2 separate regions of the Pan troglodytes genome follow, and region 1 is linked to region 2. The links are chromatin contacts, called in public Hi-C maps. All regions are on one chromosome and are shown on one strand. The core of a region is the stretch at or near the end of the contact, and the rest is flanking DNA. Distances in the headings are between cores, read along the strand shown. Region 1 has its middle 53 kb from the start of SCN8A. Region 2 has its middle 18 kb from the start of ANKRD33.

Region 1 (7,782 bases), core at 1,979-4,478, 330 kb after region 2:
CTTTAGAGAAAACAGGGTGAGGGGAAATAGAGGAACCCTTATATTATCTTTACAACTGTTCTGTAAATTTAAAATTATTCCAAAATAAAAAGTTTACTACTATATATATGTATATATGTATATATACTAATATATATGCATGAAGATAATCCGCGTCCAGATTCTGTACCTTCGTTTCAGGGGCTTTGACACTTTTCTGACTGGAAAAGACTCTTTCAGTTATAACCTGCTACATACACATGTATATATCTGCAACAGAAATGTCCCCAGACAATCCCCACTGTATTACTCCCGGTGCACTATGATGTTTCTTTTCTACTCTATTCCGTTTCATTTGTTTTAGTGCTGGTCTCACCTGTGGATGAGCCTCTCCCTGGGACTCTGCCCCACGTGGCCTCATCTCCACCAAGCCCCCGCACACTGCCAAGACCCAGGGCTTCCGTGCTGGGACCCACTTTACCCAGAGATGGAATCCTTATTTGTGTCTCCGCCCAGACACCACCCCTTCCGAAAGGCCTCCCCTGCCTACCCTGGCTAAAGGCACACACCTCACATATAACCCCATCATTCTCTGTCCCCTTACCCTCTTTCTGTGTCTTTGTGGCACTGATCACAGCCTGCTCTTATGTCACATACATGTGCCATGTGTTCGCTTACTGGCTTTTCCCTGTCTAGAAAGTCAGCGACATGAAACCAGGACTGTTATCTGTTTGGCTCCCTGCTGTGTCCTACTGCCTGGTGCACAGCAGCCACGAAATAAATATCACTTCACTGTAGAATTCTCCAAGTTTCTAAATACAAGTCAAGAAAACATGACTTGACTAAACCTGGGACTTCCTTCCTTTTCCCTCCTAAGGATGGACAGCCCCGGCTTCCCTGGCTGCTTGCATGACAGCTCTGTTCTCTGCTGCCTGCACCATCCCCCCACCCCCCCCACCCCCGCCGCCACCAGTGTGTGTGCAGCTTTTATGGAATAATCAGCCTCTCTTTGCTTGCGTTTGGCTATTCCTGCAGCCTTCTTGGCAACCTTTTTTTTTTTCCAGCAAGAATAAGCGAGGAAAGAAAAGTGGGAGAGGAGGAAGAGGAAGAGGAGGGAGGGGAGGAGAAAGACAAGGCTCTGGTTTTCCCCAGCACCATTTCTCTTGCACTGAAGAATTGTCACTCTTGGCCATCAGGTTTCTACAAGCTCGCCCAGTCCATATCCCTGCCTTTGACATGCTCTGCCAGTGTCTAAATTATTTCTGCATAAAATGACTTAGGGGCTCTCTTTGACTACATTCTGTAGCTCAGTGTTTTCTGGATACAAATTGCTCCTACCTCTTAAAGGCTGTACTTTACTCCCCCTTTCGACCATTGTGGAGGGAGAGTTACTGTTAATTTCCTAATAATTATGGGCTCTACAAGGGGGATTCAATTGTTAAGTAGAAAAAAAGAGGAATATAGCAGTGTGAGCAACATACACAGAATATTAATGTTTGTTTAAAAGGAGAAGGTAGAGAATACGTATTTAGTTTTTGATTGGAAATACATAAAATGCACAGAAAATATACAGAAGAAATGATAACATTGTTTACCTCTGGAAAGTTCCTTGAGAGCAGAAAAACTTTATAGTTAGCTATTCTAAGCATTTAATCACCAACTAATTTGCCCACGCAGGTGGACAAGAAGGTAAATTCAAATTGTGTTGAAGAAAAGAAAGCAGTTTGTCTCTGGGTGCTTTGTCTGCTTATGAAAGGCGAGGACTCTGATATCATCTAGGGTGAAACTGTTGTGAAGCAGATGGAGGAAATTGATCTTTGATATTAAAGGCCATTTTAAGAACTTTGTAAGCCCCAGAGACTCCTAGTTTTATTATAGCAAATATATTAAAACACACTCATATCCTATGTTAAATATAATTTGCCCTGTAATTTTTTTTTTTTTTTGAGATAGGGTCTTGCTCTGTCACCCAGGCTGGAGTGCAGTGGCACCAACACGGCTCACTGCAGCCTCTACCTCCTGGGCTCAAGCGATCCTCCCACCTCAGCCTCCTGAGTAGATGGGACTACAGCTACTCAGGAGGCTGAGTAGAGAAGGTCCCACCATGTTGCCCAGGCTGGTCTTGAATTCCTGAGCTCAAGTGACCCACTACGCCCTGGCCTCCCAAAAGTGTGCTGGGATTATCCACCGTGCCTGACCCTGCCCTCTAAGTTTGAAAGGAATTTTATAATTTTGCTTTGGAAATTATTTGGCGATGAGTAATATTTAATTTACTATTGGTTATGATTACTCAGGAGTCACCATCTCTACCCAGGAATTCTTAAGAAGTGAAAAAAATCTAACCCACAAAATTCTTTTCAAATGGAATAAATATTTATACATACTAAATTTAACAATTAATGAAATTGACAATGTTATGTTTTACTGATATCTAATTAAGCATTTATAAATTTTGTTTTACTGGGCTTTTTTTTTTTTTTTTGGCATTTGGACCCAGTAACTTCTTTTTGGGTCCACAAGATAAAATGGCCCTATTGATATGTGTCCCCCACCTGTTCTTCTGGAATCTCTACCCCAGGGTAAATGGGACTTTATTACCCTCCTGCCTCCCTCCAACCCCCCAGCCCCTCCCCAGCTTTATCCAGTCAACTCTCTTCAGAAGTTCCTCATGCTCAACTTTTTCCTCTTTTATTCTTTACCCTTCTTCCTTTTCTCATCTTTCTTTGGCACCCAAAACATTTCTGATAGCACCTCGGCTCTCGGCACTCTGAGCTCTATTAATGTGCTAATGTCCTAAATGTTTAATGACTCACAGTCCAGGCAACTTGGTTATGTCTTTTCATAGTTACATTTTAATTGGGCCTTTTTAGAGATACAACACTTGAATTCAAAAGGCTCTCTTTAATGATGTGAATTTAGGGCTTAGTTGTGGGAGATATTTCTAGGGAGGTGCAAAATCCTTTGGGAGTAAATTCCAGCAACAAAAAAAATCCTCTTCCCCTGGGAGCTCACAGATGAGCTGAGGAGGTAACATGTAATGCATAACCAGGACAGAAGGTAGACGGCACCATTAGGGACGCGTAGAGGAAGGGCGTGGGGGCTTACAGCAGAGAGCTTGCTTTCAGCTGCGGGAGTCAGAGGAGGTTACCTGGAGGAAGCGACATTTGAGTTGGACCCTAAAGGATGGGTGGGGTTTGGAGCCCTGGTGCTTCTGGCTCACTCCTTCCCTTCTAACCAGCTGCTGTTCATGAGTTCCTCCAGCAGAGGGCAGGCATAGCAAAGACGGGAAGGAGAGTCCGATTCTTCAGCCCAGTCTTGAGTGGGGCTTTGCGTGCCCAGAACTGTCTAGACGGCTTTCTGGGTTTACTAAGAAGGGGCGGTAACTGAAACCTGGTGCCACCTGCCCTGGTGCCACCTCTCCATGGACACTAAGGTGCCCTTTCTAGAGCAGTCAGGCCGGGCAGGTTTGGGCAGTCCAGCCTGGGGAAGGGGAGAGGACTGCCTTTCTGGGTTGCCATGGGAGTTTATTCCCCACTCTCCCTAAGGAACTGGGAGCCGAGGTATGGGTTGCTTTGGTGCTTAAAGTATTTCTCTGTCTAAGGTCAGATGAGACAATAATTCATGCTCAAGTGGTTTACTAAGGAAATATTCCCAAGAAAATATTATAAAGAAGTGGGGACAGTAGAATAGGGAAAGAGTAAATGCCAGGCAAGTGTCTGATTTGGGGTGAAGTCCCAGCCTCAGCCTGATGCCTGAGGGAGCTCCAGGGGCGTGCCTTGCAGCACAGAGTTTGCCCTCCCTCAGGGCAAAGGAACAGGGCTTTGTACTGCTGCACCCATCAATGGCTGACCACGGCTGCCCCAGGGGGACGTCAACTGGCAGCCCCTTCCAGTTCTTGGTGCATCTGGGTGACTTAGCCCCAGGAGCCCGTGCTTTGTCGTCTGAAGACAGGTGTTGATATGAGCCATCGACAGTGAACATACACAGCTGGAAAGAGGATCTGAGGACAGCTGGGTGCGGCTCCGACCGCCTTTGCTACTCTCTCCAAGGCCCCTTCTATTTATCCAGTCTCCCCATGACCAAAGACTTTGTCTTGCAGACAGAACTACCACTGGGGAAACCCAGGAAGATTCCAAGCCCTCTTGTCTTTTCAGAAGAGATCATTTCTGGTCTCTCAGCACCTCTGGTCTTGCTCTGGGGAACCTGTATTTTTATTGCAGGAGTCCTCACCTCTGTCCCCTAATCCCTTCTACCCCAGCTCCTCAAAATGCATCCCTTCAGAGTTCTCCACCCTCAGCTAATTGTCAGTTCAGGCATTGACGTTCCCCATGGATGCATTAATGGCAGAGAGATGCTCTGACAGGCACTATGTTTTACCCAGCTCTCCCTTCTGTTACCACTCAAGTGGGAGCTCTCCGAGAGCAAGGGCTGTTTCTCATTCCTTGCCCAGGCCTGCCTGATGGAGTGGGTCTCTAAGTGCAGTTCCTGGACCTCCAGCATCAGGCTCACGGCAAGTGCGTTTTATAATCTTAACTTCCCCGCCAGCCCCCATCCCACCGCACACACACAAAAGGGGTCTGGAAATCAGCCTCTTTCACAAACTTCCTAAGTAATTCTGGTGCTCATTAAAGAATGAGAGCCATGGCCCAAGCACTCAAGGGGCAAATGAGTCCTCCAGAGAACTTTCAGGAACCCCCATGGCACACTTTCACCTTTGTCAAGCCACATCTCACCTTCTCAAGGAGCCCCACCCCCGCCCCAGTGCTCCTGATCCCCTGTACCTATTCTACTTCTTCCTACCATAGCATTATCACCTTTTTCATTATGTGTATCGCTAAGTCTCTCACCTTCCCCCATTAGAACATGAGCTCCATGAGGGCAGGGATCTTTGTCTGGCTGACTGCTATGTCCCAGTGCCTGGAATGCAGTATCCACACATGGTTGGTGTTCAAAAACATGTGTTGCATGAATGAATGAAGTAATTGTGTGGAGAGGCATCAGAGTAACTGAAGACAAAGATCATTACAAATTATCCACTTCTAAACTTCTTTGATAACAGACACTGCATTATCTGTGCCCTGAGACCCCCCTCAGATTCAATGACTTACTGGCAGGACTCACAGGACTCCGAAAAGCTGATATACTCACAGTTATGGTTCATTACAGAGAAAGGATACAGATGAACATCAGCAAAGGGACAAAGTAGGTGGTGATGTCCAGGAGAAATGAGGCAATCAGGCTCAACCTTCTAGGTGTCCTCTCCCAGTGGGCCTGACGGGAATGCAGTTAATTCCCCCAAAAACTATGCATGACAACACGTGCAAAATATTACCAACCAGGGATGAGCCTTGTTGTCCAGGGGTTTTATGTGGTGGCAGTACCCACATGACTTATTTTAGCCACTCAGTCTCTAGTTCCCCACGCTACTGAGAGGTCAAACTGTTGGTGCACAGCCCAGGCAGGGCCTTAGGCATACAAAACCAGACATTCACCATAAATCACTTTATTAGCACAAACTGGTCAGACTGATAGTGTGGCCTAAGGCCTGGGGCATAGAAAAAAAGTCAACCAGGCAGGATCTTCCAAGGGCTCAAAGGTCACCTCCCAGGAGCCAGTCAAGGGCCCAGTCCTGAAGACAGGCCTTTCTTTGGAATGTGCAAGGTTTGAGCAACCCATACCTGCTGCGTTAACCCTTTCCTGCGCAGACACCAGTAAGCAGATTCTCAACATGGCCCCAACTGAGACTGTTCTGTAATTAATCTATGTGGTTGGTATTGGTCTGACTTCTCCCCAGATATTATTGTGCCTAATTAGGTTATACTTGCAGGCTAACTTACCTCAGGGTTGGGTCATATATTCATTTCACAGGGTTAATGAGCACGTACTGTGTGCTAGATATGGTGCTTTATGGGGAATGCAAAAATGGACATGGCAGACATGGTCCGTGTCTCAGGAAGTTTAGTCTAGTCTAGTTACAGGTCAGTTCTTGGACTTTGGCATATGAAGGATTCCTTGGAGATAACAACCCACTCTGAGGGCAAGCAGGAAGAAGAGATGACTGTGGAGTGGAGATGATGAAGGTGAGGGAGAGAAAGGCTCTTCCCTGTCATTAGCTCTGCCCTTTGAACCTTCAGCAAGAAGATCCTGGGAGATTCCTGTGGCTTGTCTGAGGCACTGGAGATTTGCTTGGAGCAAGGCCGCCTTCCAAGATAAAGGGCAGCCAGGAAAAACCTTAATGCTCTATCCATATTTATGTATCAAATACTTACATGGCACCTACTATGTGCCGGATGCCATTCCCAGCATTCTGCAGATATTAGCTCACCACCATGCCAAACCCCTGCCTGTAGCTCCTGGCACATTCCTGATGCTCTGCGGGCTGTGTGTCCTGGGGAGAGCAGCAGATGTCACCATGCCCTCAGAACCTCTCCTGGTTCTCGTGCTTTCTTACTCTCATATGCCCATCCCATCCCAGGCTCATGCCCTCCTTTGCCTTGTGTCCTCAGGAGTGCCCTGTCTTTTGTGAGCACACTCCCCTATGTTCTTGAGCTTTCCTGCTAACACTTCTGGAGCTTTGCTTTCACTGAAGCCTGACTTTCCCCAGGGTATACTGATGCTCAGCTCAGGTACTCGATGAGCCAGTGACAGATCAGTCTGAAGTCTGAAAAGCAGGCGAGGGCAGTAGTAAGGACAGAAACAGGAATTCAAGAGGAAAACACCCAAGGGCAGATCAAGAGGTCCCAGAGTCCCTGAGACTCCCTCAGCAGAGCCAGCACCTCAGATTATGTTCCTCTGCATCATTTCTGTATCTCAGCTCAGCAACAGCTCTGCTCATACCCAAGAAATGCTTGTGGATTAAACACAGAGGCCCAGTCTCTGTGAATGCCACTGGGATGATATTTATGCACCATAAAATAAACGTTAAACACTCAATACATACATTGCATTGTAGCAAAGTGATTTCAAATATATCATAAAATGACAGGGATAAAATGAAGTGACCTTCATTTCCTGCTTTTTATAGAGAAGGAAACTGATACGAAAAGTGCGGAAGTGTCTTACCCAGGGTGGGTCATGCAGCTAGTGAGTGGCAGAGCTGGGATGAGGAGCTGAGATCATGGTCAGATGGAAGTGGAGTTTGGGCCCCCCAGAAGGCTCACCAGTGGTTGCTGGGCAGGCATTGAATTTGCCCCTCATCTGTGTAGCTGAAGCTGAAAGGGAGTCCTCAGCATGCTCAGTATTGAGACAGAAAATCTCTCTTCTCCATGATGCCAACCTCAAGAGGGAAGAGGGAGGTTGCCCTCAAATAAACTAGTGATATGTGTGGGCGAGTTTTCCCTGAAAAATGTAGCAATTCCCCAGAATCCAGGGGCAGGTTTTCTTTGTTTTTTGTTTTGTTTTGTTTTGTTTTGGAGACAGGGTCATGTTCTGTCACCTAGGCTGGAGTGCCGTGGCACAATCATAGCTCACTGCAGCCTCAAATTCCTGGGCTCAAGCAATCCTCCTGCCTCAGCCTCCTGAGTAGCTGGGACTACAGGTGTGTGCCACCATGCTCAGCTAATTTTTAAATTTTTTTGGTAGAGATGGGGTTTTGCTATGTTGCCCAGGCTGGTCTTGAACTCCTGGGCTCAAGCGATCCTCCCACTTCAATCTCTCAAAGTGCTGGGATTCTACAGGCATGAGCTGCCATGCCTGGCCAGGTTTTCTAAATTTCATAATATTTATTGAAGTTCCTATTTGTCTTGAAGTGCACTTGTACTATTCTCAAACAGCAGGTAAACCCCTGATAGTAGGAACCCACTC
Region 2 (6,746 bases), core at 2,918-5,417:
GCAAATCCTTCTGCACTCCTAGTGGACTGGAGGGGAGGCCTGGGCACATGAGTTCAAGGTTCTCGCTAAATAACCCATTCCCTCTGGCACAGCTCAGGGCCACGGTGAGGGAGCCACGGTCATTGCCTAGTGGGCGTTCAGGGACAGCATTCTCAGGAATCAGGTTCAAGGTGTCTTACACAGCAGAGAGAGCTTCATTGCCCACCAAAAGGGCAGTCAGTTAAGTCCTACGTAAGCCCTTCCACCCATCACCACCAACCGCAGTTACACTGAGCTGCTCAGAGCCAGTGTACATTTTTGTTTACAAAAATTTTTACATTTATGTTTAGCCTGATATATTTCATGTTGTCAGTTTCCATTCATCCACCATTCCCTTCTGGAGATATCACTGAAGAATATTCTCTACTCTGAGTATTTCACTTTTTTGACCGTCATCCACAGTAAATACATTTACTTCTGGACCCAGGACACATGAATGCACATGTAACTACAAGCAGCGTTTCCTAAAACTGTAAAGCACTGTGATGTTTTCTACTCTATTCTGTTTCGTTGTAAGGAAAAAAAAAAGTTTTTAAAATGATTCCGTCAACAATTAGTGGGCCGGCACTTAGAGTTTCCAGTAGATAACCTCTTACATCTTTACACCTTCGCAAGTCTTTAAAGCCCATCTTTCAAACACAGAATCCATATAATCTTCATAAAAGCCAGTGAGGAAGATAAGGCAGGGTTTTTCATTGATCCATCTTACAGATGAGAAAACAGAGACTCTGTGAGATCTGCTGAAGATCACCCAGCTGGTGTGTGGCAGGGATGGGATTCTGAGTCAGGTCTTTTGTACACCTGTTCATGGTGCCCTAATACCCCGTCGCTTCTCTCTTTCCCTGTCCTCTGACAGCCTCCTGATTGAGGTCATTGTCTGTTTCCAGTCCGAAGGCCATCTCCTTCCATGGGGAAGATGGAGAGACATGGCAGCTGAGTAATTTTGTTTCCCGTCATCTGTTAACACCGTACCATCTGTCAATTCCACCCTCAGCCTCCCACCCACTACCCAGAGGCCAGCGTGGGGGAGGAGGCCATTTTCTTAGAGTCTGAGCCTTCAGGCCCCCTCCCACAAAAAGACTCAGAGTACCCACAGAAAGCTCATTTTTCAGCTCAGAACCAACAGCTGTGGACTAGAATTACAGGGGGCAGCACAGGAACAAGATTAAGGACTTTCTGAGGTCAGAGGTATAAAGCAAGGTGAGTCACCCCTCCCTGACCACCAGGTCTTGTCTTCATGCCCCCCGCACCTCCACCCCCCATCTTGCTGAGGATCCAGAGCTGTGAGGAAGGTGAGCTGATCCCAGCAGCAGGAGCCCTGCAAGCCGCTTCAAGTGCGGCAAAGCGAGTCCATCTTACAGGGGCCTGGGCAGATTTATGGGGCCTTGGGTGTGGCTGGCTGTTGCTCAGCTTCTGCCTTTCTAATTCTCCCGTCTCCTCCATCACCCCGCCCCCTCCTCAAGAAGGCCTTTGTGCAGGACAATGAGGAATCTATAAATTCCGGGGGGACAGGGATGGGGGGAGGGGAACACTGGTCACTTCAGCTTCCCCCGTCCACCCTGGGGGCCCTGCATAGATAGCAAGGAGGGGCTTCCATGGAGTGGCCCCATCTTGTCTGATTCACACTGGAGCCCAGAGACAGAAGTGGGCCAAGCCCCACCACTGGCTTTCACAGATGAAGAAACTGAGGCTCAGAGGCAGAGGGCGTCTCCAGTCCCTGCTTCATTCACTCTGCCTCTCACTCATGTATTCATTCTCCTCCTCTTACCTATGCCCTGGTCCTTCCCTCACTCAGGCATTCACTCCACAAATACCTATGGAGTTCTAGATGAGCACCAGGCCAGGTACAGAGGGGGCAATGGTTGGTGAGACCCAGCCCCTCCACCAGCCCCCCACTCTGGAGGGTCATACAGCAGTGAGCTATGGTTCCAGAAGAGCCAAAGCATAGCTCCAGCCCCAGTTTTCCCGGCTGGCAACCTGCACTCTTTCATCAGCAAGCCCTACACGGCTTTCATGAGCATTTTGGAGTTTGATCCTGGTGGGGTCCCTGGGAGACAGGTATTATGTACGCCTCCCCCACCATTTTGCTACTGTGGTCTCAAGAGGGTAAACGGTTGCCCTCTGGTGGGCAAGATCACCCCTCTGGTGGGTAGCAGAACTGAACCAGGAACCACCCTCCGCACCACTCCAAGTGCTGTGGGGACCCAGAATATGGGCGTGGGCTGAGGCTCAACTTCCTCTTCTACCACTTGCCCAGCTGGCCCTGTGCCTGACCCCCATGCTGAGCTTTCCCTGGTGTTCTTCCCATCTTCCTGCAGTAGTTATTAAATGTCCCAGGCTCACCCTGATTTCTTTACCCCACTCATCTATCTGTTGGATAGTAATAATGAATTCAATGCTTATGCTGCCTGTGTGTTGTGGTGTGTATCTGTGTGTGTGGTATATCTGCTTGTAAACTGAGGCTATTAGTGTCTACTTCACAGGAGGATGGAATGAATTAAATTAAACTATGTAAAGGACTTAGAATGATGTCTGGCACAGTCAGCTGATTAGCTGTCAGCCAAGATTATTGTTATAGTAAGCCATGGGTCTGCCCATGTGTGCAAAGCATCTAGGTGGGTACCAGGTGAGTACAGGTGTTTGTAGCTGGCCCCACCCAGAGAGAAGCCCTCTCGGAGGTGACCAGATGAACTAGCATCCAGTTTGGTCCCAGGGACTCCTTTCCTGGAATGTATGGAGCATGTATTGAGTGCTTCTTGGTTTGCACCAGGCATTGTGCTAGAGAACAAGAAAGACAAGGTCCCCGCGTTCATGAAGCTGACATTCTGGTAAGTGAAACAGACCACAAACCAAGTGAATAAGAAAGATAATTACAGAATGTGGTGAGTCCAGTGGAAGAAATATATAAGGTTAAGTGACAGACTGGATCAGGCAGATGGGGCTGCTTTATTATTGTGGTCAGGGATGATGGGAAGGTGACGTTCCTGGGAAGGATCTGGGCAGAGCGATCCAGGAAAAGCACCAGCAAAGCCAAGGCCAGAGGTGGGGGAAAGCTTATCAAGTTCAATGAACACAAAGGCAGCCAGTGTAAGCAGTGTCTGGGCAGTGGGGAGAAGGATAGGAAGAGAGGTCTGTCTGTGTAGGTAGGGGCTGGGGGAAAAGGTTTGGGCTTCCTTTGCAGGGAAGCTGTGGGTGGCTGTTAAGCGAGGAATCACATGCCCTGGTGTTTTCCTGATTTGTATTTTTAAAGGTCTCTTTGCCTGCAGTGTGAACTGATTGTTGGGGACCCTGGGAGAGCAGACAGGAGTCTTTTCGATTGTGCAGGGAAGTAACAGGAGCTTGGGCAGTTGAGTGGGGGCAGGGGCAGGGGCTGTTTTAGGAACTATGTTAGAGACAGAGGAACAAGATTCAGGGTGAGGGTGGGAGAGGAATTCAAGAAGAAAGAAAGGCCCAGGGAGCCCAGATGATCCCGTTGTTTCTACTCTGGGCCAGGAGAGTCCCCCTGTCCTCTTTGGCCCTGGCCCTGACCCACAGGGGCCAACCCTAGCCATTTGCTCTCCCACTGTGTCTACCCTCAGCAGCCCTAAATCAAGGGCAGGCCAGGCTGGCTTATCCGAGACCTTTGTGAGAAACGGTGCCCCCTGCCCTCCTTCAGAACGAGTCAGCACCTGCCAAGGCCGAGCTTGGAATCCCACTCACCCACAACCACGCCTCCCACCTTGTATAGGTCACAACCTGCACAACCGTACAGCTCCCCTCTCCCTAGCCTGGGCCACTGGCTCGACCTGAAAATCTTCGGAACTTTGAGAACCTAAAGGCCCGGAGCTGGTTGCGGCCGGCCCTGGCCTGAAACAACTCTGGGGGTGGGGGCGGCCGGAGACTCGGCCTTTCCAAAGGGAATCTCTCAGCCCTCGTCCCGGGAGAAGGAGGTGTCTCCACCGGGCCCTCACATCACTCTCCCCTAGAAGCTGGGATGCCCGCGCCCCGGCGGCCAGAGCCGCCCCTCCCGGACCCCCTCCCCGCCGGTTCCCGGCCGGGGAGGCCGCCGCCCCTCCCGCAGGAGCGAGCTGCCGAGCCGATCTTCCGGCCCCAGGCTACGGCGGGGGAGGGTCCGAGCGGTAATTGCTGCCATCTGCTCCCTCCTCCCTCCTCTTCCCCCACAGCCTGGGGGAGGCTCCGAGGCTCGCGCGCTGGCCCCGCGCCCCCGCGTCCGAACGTCCCTCTTTCACGCGCAGCCCTGGCCACCGAGGGGCGGGAGCTCCAGGTGGCCCGCGAGTCCCCCTGGGGCGAGTGCGGGGGTGAACCGAGAGCACCCACCAGCATCTCTTTGCTGGAGGGCGGGCCCTAGTCGGAGCCACACAGCATTGCGCGACAGAATCCCACCGCTGGGGTTCTGCTCCTCGTGGAGCCAGGCCTTGGGAAGCACGGGGGTGTCCCTCGGCCACTCGCTCGGCTGGCGTGCACACGGGTGGATAGTTCACGCCCGCCTCGGGATACGGACGTGTGGATCTGGATTTCGGACCTGGACAGACGCGTCCGGGGTGTGTGTAGGAGGGAGGAGCAGAGCCGAGGCCCGAGGCTGAAGCCGGTGGGGAGGAGGCAGGACTCTGCTCTTCGGGCCCGGCGGGCTGGAGTTATCGTCGGCTGGGGAACCTCGGGCAGCGCTCAGAGCCGTGTCCTCATCTGTTAAATGGGGACCCAGTACCTGCTTCTTGGGTGCATCCAGAGGATTTGATTCCACAGTCTGGGAAGCAACACCTGCGGGTGGGAGAATGGTTAGGCCTGGAAGAGGGAGTGTGGGCTGGGGATGGGAGGTTGGTATCAAGGCCATTTCCTGGGGTCTCCAGCAGCATGGGCTTCAGAGGGTGAAGATGTCTGATGACAGTGCTGGGGGGCATTGGAGGAGTTCGGGAATGTTTATGGATCACCCCCAGGCTATCAGAGTCTCAAATAATCTGTCGCTTTTTTCTCATAAGAACACTTTTGCCTAGCACCCTGAGTTCTGATGTTTTGCTCCTCTTTTTTTCTTCTGGATTTCTGCTCACTAGAATACTCACAGGGTAGCAGAGAGCACCTGACTGCCCTGGTACAGGAAGCCACTCACCCCGGTCCGCTGGTGACACAGACAGCCGTGCTGCCCAGGACCCAGAAAACCTCACCTTGTGGCACAGAAGGTGCCTGCTGCCTCCCTCTCTTGTAGCCTTGCTGACTCCGACAAACCAGTGTTTGTCTCAGAGGCCAGCTCCTGCAGGACTGAACTATGCCTCCTTCCCCTAATCGTCACTGCCACCAGTCCGATGGCCTGACTCCTCAGCACAGTGAGCCTTGGGGTGCCGAGAGCAGGCCTCCTCAAAACCCTGGAGGGGCTGTCACTATAGGGAGGGGATACATTGTGAGAATTCTGGAATCACAGGGACCATTGGACAACCTGAGGGTAACTGACTTCTGCAGGGGTCAGGAGGATGCCCCAGAGTCAGTGGCTTCTGGGCTGGGGTTGGAGGGAGGAATAAAATAAAAGTTCACCAGGGCCGGGAGGCTCGGCCCCAGGGAGGATTATTTGAGGCCTGAAGTTCTGGACCAGCCCAGGCAACATAGTGAGATACCATCTCTGAAAAAAAAAAAAATTAAAATATTAGCCAGCCGTGGTGGTACGTGTCTGTAGTCCTACCTACTCTGGAGGCTGAGGCAGAAAGATTGCTTGAGCCCAGGAGTTGGAAGCTGCAGTCAGCTATGATTGTGCCACTGCACTCCAGCCTGGGTGACAGACTGAGACTCCATCTCTAAAAAAGTTTAAAAGTTCACCAGAGAAGGAAGAGAAGTGGTGCTCCAGGAAGAAGGAGCAGTGTGTGCAAAGATGGGAGTGTGAAAGTCCAGCTGCAGCCTGGGGAAGCATGGCAAGTGTGATGTACCTGCAGGAAGAGTGTTGGAGGGGAGGAGTTGACTGGGATATGGAGGGGAACCATGTGTGAAGGGAGTCTGAAGGGACACAAATACCAGGTCAAGGAATTTTGACTTGAGTTTGTTATAACAAATTGAAGTATCTGCAGGAAGGGGTAGACAGGAACAAAAATGGCCAAACACATGAAGCTGACAAGAAGTAAAATAAGAAGGCAAGGGCCAGCCTAAGTGATAAAAAGGCCATTCACTCATCTGGGCCTCAGACCTGGGAGACAATAGGGATTGGTGAGGTTTCCAGAATTCCCTCAATGGTGCATAGGTAAGCCCCAGGGATACCTTCTAAAGGCCACAGTTGTTACTCAGCCCCAGCCAGTTGTTGCCATCCAAGAATGCAAACATATTGCCAGTGATTTCAAGAAAATTTAAAAATAGAGCGATGTGCACTATTTAAAAATAGTGACTGGAGCCTGTAATCTCAGCTACTCAGGAGGCTGAAGCGGGAGGATCACTTGGGCCCAGGAATTAAGGCTGCAGTGAGCTATGATTGCACCACTGCACTCCAGCCTGAGGGACAAAGCAAGACTCCGCCTTAAATTTTTTTTTTTTTTTTTTTTTAAACAGGGTTGCACTCTGTCACCCAGGTTGGAGTACAATGGCACCACGCCACTCAGCTTACTGCAGCCTCTGCCTGCTGGGCTCAAGCAATCCTCCCACCTTAGTCTCCTGAGTAGCTGGGACTACAAGCACACACCACCACACCTGGCTATGTTTTTTTGTTGTTGTTTCCTTTTTTTTTTTTTTTTGTAAAG

What was found. A called contact is a pair of places that touch in the nucleus more often than the background predicts.
Region 1: a Hi-C map of stem cell-derived neural progenitor cells shows a contact between it and region 2, with 4 times the contacts expected there. The contact joins two enhancer-like sites. A contact is called at or near these places in 2 of 7 Hi-C or Micro-C datasets (induced pluripotent stem cells and stem cell-derived neural progenitor cells).

What each region holds. Positions count from the first base shown.
Region 1 is chr10:44,332,198-44,339,979 of NHGRI_mPanTro3-v2.0_pri, forward strand. No RefSeq gene overlaps it. Among named protein-coding and RNA genes, the nearest start is that of SCN8A, 53 kb to the left of the region's middle. Within about 2 kb of position 3,229, at least 3 of the 24 cell types and tissues checked have an H3K27ac peak or open chromatin away from gene starts, as enhancers often do. A contact at or near this core is called in stem cell-derived neural progenitor cells, where this site is marked.
Region 2 is chr10:44,001,059-44,007,804 of NHGRI_mPanTro3-v2.0_pri, forward strand. No RefSeq gene overlaps it. Among named protein-coding and RNA genes, the nearest start is that of ANKRD33, 18 kb to the left of the region's middle. Within about 2 kb of position 4,168, at least 11 of the 24 cell types and tissues checked have an H3K27ac peak or open chromatin away from gene starts, as enhancers often do. A contact at or near this core is called in stem cell-derived neural progenitor cells, where this site is marked.